2 separate regions of the Ovis aries genome follow, and region 1 is linked to region 2. The links are chromatin contacts, called in public Hi-C maps. All regions are on one chromosome and are shown on one strand. Each heading gives the region's core, a stretch centred on a gene start, on an enhancer-like site or on the middle of the called end of the contact. The rest is flanking DNA. Distances are from core to core; before and after follow the strand shown.

Region 1 (2,885 bases), core at 334-2,833, 80 kb after region 2:
AGGAGGTGCCACTCTCACCACTCTGTGAAGAGGACAAGGAGGTGACAGTACAGATGCCTCTGAGCTTGATGTGGGACCAGAGCCAGAAGTCAGAAAGCCTGCTCGCGAATAGACCCAGGGTGGGGCCCTGCACCCTGACTGTGCAGCCCCTCCTCCCATGACGAACTCCAGTACCCAAAAACTCCAGCCTCCAAGCCCTGAGGTGTCCACCTTCATTTCGTCCTGGCTATTCCTGTGGGAGACCATTCAGATGCAGGAGACAACCCACGATTCAAAGATCACCAACCCTACAAATCCCCCACCCACCCCATCAGTCTCATGTGACCCTGCGGCCACTCCCTTCATCAGCAACATCTTCAGCACCCGAGGCACCTGCCACACACCTGAAACCTGATGCACCCAAAGCACCCCCGACACCCAGGGAAGTAGCAGCGCACGCGGCGCGCAGGACGACAGCGACGAGCAACAACTGACACACGGGCAGCGCCAGAGACATCCGCGGCACCCACGAACCCGTGACGCCAGGGGCACCCCAGACACCTGCAGCAAAGCCCAGGCGTGTACTCAGCATCCCCTGAGTGTGCCTGGCACCTTCGGAAGCTCCTACCAAGCCAGGCAGCCAGATAAAGAAGGGGCTGGCTGGGAGAATACGAAATTTTATTGTGAAACGTTTCTGTTGCAGGCTTCCCGGCAAGAGGCACAAAAATACAATAGTCCCAGAAACAACCCCTGCATGACTAACTGAGGCAAAAGTTCAGACCTTCTGAGCTCCCTTAGACCCGGTCAAGTGGACTATGGGGTTCAAATCCAGAACTCCACGGCCTCATAGGGCATTAACGTGTGCCCAACTACTTATCAAATGAAATAAGAATGTGATGGCAAGCATGCTGATCCTCACCCTTAAAAGCAGGGCTACTTTACCCTGTCTTCAGCAGCATGCATCCATCAAGATGGGCCAGGAAAAGCCACTCCCGCCACTGTGTGAAGCGGATCAGAAGGTGACAGTGTGGATGCCTCTGAGCTCGATGTGGGACCAGAGCCAGAAGTCAGAAGCCTGAGCCTGAGTAGTCCCAGGGTGAGGCCCCATGCCATCACTGTGAAGCCATCGCCTGCCATGAAGAATTCCAGCACTCAAAAACCCCGGCTGCTACGCCCTGAGGTGTGCACCTTCATACCGACCCTGCTATTCCTGTGGGAGACCATTCAGGTGCAGGAGGCAAACCGAGATTCCAAGATCACTGACTCTACCTCTCCCACCTACAGCATCTGCCTCGTGTTACTCTGCGGTCACTCCCTCCAGCGGTGTCTAGCCCAGCCGAGGCACCCGCCGCAGCCCTGACACCCACTGCGCCCAGTGCACGCCCGACGCTGGCCACACCCTAGACACCCCCACACGGGGCACCAGAGACACCCATGGCACGTGCACCGTCGGTGCCATTCTCTAACACCAGAGGCGCCAGCGCCCCCCCAGCGACCTGAGACACCAGCAGCACCCGAAACACCCTTGGCACCAGGGGCACCCAAGAAGCCTGCGGCAAAGCCCGGGAGGGTACCCACTGCAGCCTGAGTAAGACCCACACTGTTGGAAGCTCCTCCCAAGCCAGGCAGCCAGAGTCCTGAGCCACTCCCTCCGCCCTCAGCCAGAAAAAGAAGGGGCTGGCTGGGAGAATACCAAAATTTATTGTGAAACATTTCTGCTGCAGTCTTCTCGGCATGAGGCGCAAAAATACAATAGTCCTAGGAACAACCCCTGCATGACTAACTGAGACAAAAGGTCAGACCTGCCAGGCTCCCTGCGTCCCGGTCAAGTGGATACGGTATTCAAATCCAGCACCTCCACGGCCTCATAGGGCATGACCATTTGCGCAACTACTTATCGTATGAAATAAGTAACTTAATGGCAAGCATGCTGACCTTCAACCCTACGAAGAGCTACTTTACCCCATCTGTGGCAGCATCCATTGGTCAATATGGACCAGGAGGAGCCACTCCCACCACACTGAAGAGGATCCAGAAGTGACAGTTGGGGATGCCACTGGGCTTGAGGTGGAGCAAAAGCCAGAGCTCAGAGAGCCTACGCTTGAATAGACCCAAGGTGGAGCCCTGTGCCATCACTGGGAAGCCGTTGCCTGCCATGAAGAATTCCAGCACTCTAAAACTCCAGCCTCTATGCCCAGAGGTGTACACTCTTATAGCGGCCTGGCTGTTCCTGTGGGAAACCATTCAGATGCGGGAGACAACCCGCAATTCAAAGATCACACACACTGCCACTCCCTCACCTACCACATCTGCCTCGAGTGACCCTGGGACCACTCCCTCCACCGGTGGCATCTTCCCGGCCGAGGCACCTGCCACATCCCCAACACCTGCTGCACCCGCTGCACGGCCAACAGCCTGGGCACTGGTGAAACCTGTGGCACGTGTGATGCCCGCGACATTCGCAACACCAGACACACCAGCCACACCCCAGACACCCACGGCACCCATGACACCTGTGGTAGCAGCGGCGTCCGAGACGCCTGCAGCAAAGCCCAGGAGTGTGCCCACTGCCCCCGCGGCGGGACTGACAGTATTGGAAGCTCCTCCCAAGCCAGGCAGCCAGAGTCCCCAGCCACTCCCTCTGCCCTCAGCCAGATAAAGAAGGGGCTGGCTGGGAAAATACAAAATTTTATTGTGAAACATTTCTGTTGCAGGCTTCCCAGCAAGAGGCACAAAAATACAATAGTCCCAGAATCAACCCATGCATGACTAACTGAGACAAAGTTTAGACTGGCCGAGTTCCCTGGGACCCAGTCAAGAATTCTTTGGGATTCAAATCTAAGACCTCCACAAACTCATAGGACATTATCATGAGCCCGACTACTTATACGAAATAAGAATGTGAT
Region 2 (2,700 bases), core at 28-2,527:
CTAGAATAGTCTTCCAACATCTTTCACGGCTCAAATCAATTCTTCCACAAAGGCTCCCGATCAACCCCTGTTTTGTTCCTGCCTTGGTAAACCTTAGAGCCGGTTCCTTTGCATTTCCCATTCCTCAGGGGCAGCGACTATTATTTATCTTTGTATTTCAAGCAGCACAAGTTAAACGTTTGTGAACAACCACGGCTGGAAGTGTTTATATGGGGGGAAGGGTGGAGAAAAAAGGAACAACACTGGTATTTAAAGGACTTATTGTTATTTAGCCGCGAAGTTGCGTCTGACTCTTTCCGACCCCATGGACCGTAGCCCGCCAGGCTCCTCTGTTAATAGGATTTCCCAGACTAGAATACTGGAGTGGGTTGCCACTTCCTCCTCCAGGGGATCTTCCCGAATCGCAGCTATGTCTCCTGCACTGGCAGGGGAACTCGTCGCCGCTGAGCCAACCTGGAAGCTGATGTGTCAGAAGCTGTACTAGGAACTTTCCACTCAACAAACATAAACTGCGCACCAGGCGGGTGTGGAGGCAAAGGATGAGTAAAGATGAATAAAAGACACATGGCTCTTGTCCTCAAGGAGCCCGGACTGTGGACTGGTACACTATGCTAGGAGCGCCGACCACACACCCACGGGGCATCACCGCGCAGCAAAGGAGGAGGCAGGCAGCTCGGCCTCGGGACGCCGGAGAAGCTCCCAGCAGGAAGCAAATTTAGAGCCGAGTCTTAGGAACCAACCGGAGTCGGCCCTGCAGAGACAGTGGGAGGGAAACAGGAAGCGGTGGGTTCCCAACGGAGGGGTGGGAAGACAGTCGAGGATGGGAAGGGGACTGAACGCTGGCGAGAGCCTCCCAGGGAAGAGTACAGGCCACACCGCGCTGCCGGGACACGAAGCGCGAGCCTGGGAGTGCGGGAGCGAGGCCGGAGGGGCGGCAGTCACGGTTCGGGGAGAGGCACGCGCGACGCCGGCCCAGGTGCTCGACCTCTCCGGGTGGCCGGCGGCGCAGCCGAGTGGGGTGGGGAGAAGGAGGCCTGGGACTCGGGGACAACAAGCGGTTAGCGGAGCTTCTACCCACCCGCGTGTCCCGCTTCTCTCCCGCGCTCCTCAACCAGCATTCCTGCGGCCCACCCTCCCGCGGCCACGGGAATTGCCACTGGCCTTGTTCGTCGCACCACCTTTCTTAGGCATGTCGGCGCCCAAAGGGAGCCGGGTGACAGGCCGAGAACCAGACCCAGCTTCGAGCAGCCTCAACCCGTAGCCTAACAGCCGCATCCCGGGCAGGCGCCGGAAGAGCCCTCTGCGCGTGCGCACGCAGCAGCGCGGAGCGGCCCCGTTGGCCTGAGCCTCCGCTCGGGCACGAGAGCGACGCCTTCCGGCTGGCGGGAGCAAGACTCCTTCTTCCTGGAAAGACCTGAAGAACTGCTGAATAACACGTCGTTAAGTTGTGTCCGACTCTTCCGAGAACCCACGGACTGTAGCCCGCCAGGCTCCACAGTCCACGCAGTTTTCTAGGCAAGAATGGAGTGGGTTACCATTTCATCTTCCAGGGGATCTTCCCCACCCAGGAATCGAACCCACGACTCTTGGGTCTCCTGTATTGGCAGGCAGATTATTTACCACTGTACCTCCCGGGAAGCCATGAAGAGATACTGCAAATGGTTAAAATAATTTAAAAAAAAAAAAAGTGGCGGTGGTTTATGATCCAAATGGCAGGAAACCCATCATTAATGTTTATACTTGTCCCTATTTTCTCTTTAATTTTGTTCAGGTTTTAGTAAAGTTGATTTTAAAAACTCAATGTTGTCTTAGCTTTTGCCAATGGAGAAGATGGAAAATGGATTTTTCAAGTGTACAAACTAGGCAAGAGTAATGAGCCGTGTAGCTTTTGGAGCTGGGATACTATAGCACCATGCTGTCTTAGGAATGATGCGTTGTCTAGCTCAAGGGACAGTTTTCAGGTTTTGAATTTCGATGACTGGAACAGGGAAGCAAAAAGGAGATGGTTTGGAGCAGATAGGGCTTGAAAGGGAAAAGATTTGTCTAAAACATACTGCATTTGAAGATCTGGCTCTTTAATATCCTATAAGGTTGATGACTGCAGCCATGAGATTAAAAGATGCTTACTCCTTGGAAGAAAAGTTTTGACCAACCTAGATAGCATATTGAAAAGCAGAGACATTACTTTGCCAACAAAGGTCTGTCTAGTCAAGGCTATGGTTTTTCCTGTGGTCATGTATGGATGTGAGAGTTGGACTGTGAAGAAAGCTGAGCGCTGAAGAATTGATGCTTTTGAACTGTGGTGTTGGAGAAGACTTTTGAGAGTCCCTTGGACTGCAAGGAGATCCAACCAGTCCATTCTGAAGGAGATCAGCCCTGGGTGTTCTTTGGAAGGAATGATGCTAAAGCTGAAACTGCAGTACTTTGGCCACCTCATGCAAAGAGTTGACTCATTGGAAAAGACTTTGATGCTGGGAGGGATTGGGGGCAGGAGGAGAAGGGGATGACAGAGGATGAGATGGCTGGATGGCATCACTAACTCGATGGATGTGAGTCTGAGTGAACTCTGGGAGTTGGTGATGGACAGGGAGGCCTGGCGTGCTGAGATTCATGGGGTCGCAAAGAGTCAGACACGACTGAGCAACTGAACTGAACTGAACTGAAGGTTGTCTATTTCTAGGTAAAGTTTTTTTCTCTCAA

The links. Hi-C and Micro-C count contacts between places; a contact is called where the count stands out from the background.
Region 1: a contact with region 2 is called in a Hi-C map of tail adipose tissue, with 7 times the contacts expected there. The contact joins the enhancer-like site here to the promoter of C18H15orf40 in region 2. A contact is called at or near these places in 2 of 16 Hi-C or Micro-C datasets (omental adipose tissue and tail adipose tissue).

The regions. Positions count from the first base shown.
Region 1 is chr18:22,663,283-22,666,167 of ARS-UI_Ramb_v3.0, forward strand. No RefSeq gene overlaps it. Among named protein-coding and RNA genes, the nearest start is that of C18H15orf40, 80 kb to the left of the region's middle. Within about 2 kb of position 1,584, at least 6 of the 54 cell types and tissues checked have an H3K27ac peak or open chromatin away from gene starts, as enhancers often do. A contact at or near this core is called in tail adipose tissue, where this site is marked.
Region 2 is chr18:22,583,567-22,586,266 of ARS-UI_Ramb_v3.0, forward strand. C18H15orf40 (chromosome 18 C15orf40 homolog) reads right to left here and starts at 1,278. Exons shown (of 4, transcript XM_004017776.6): 1 at 1,162-1,278. The coding sequence starts at 1,275.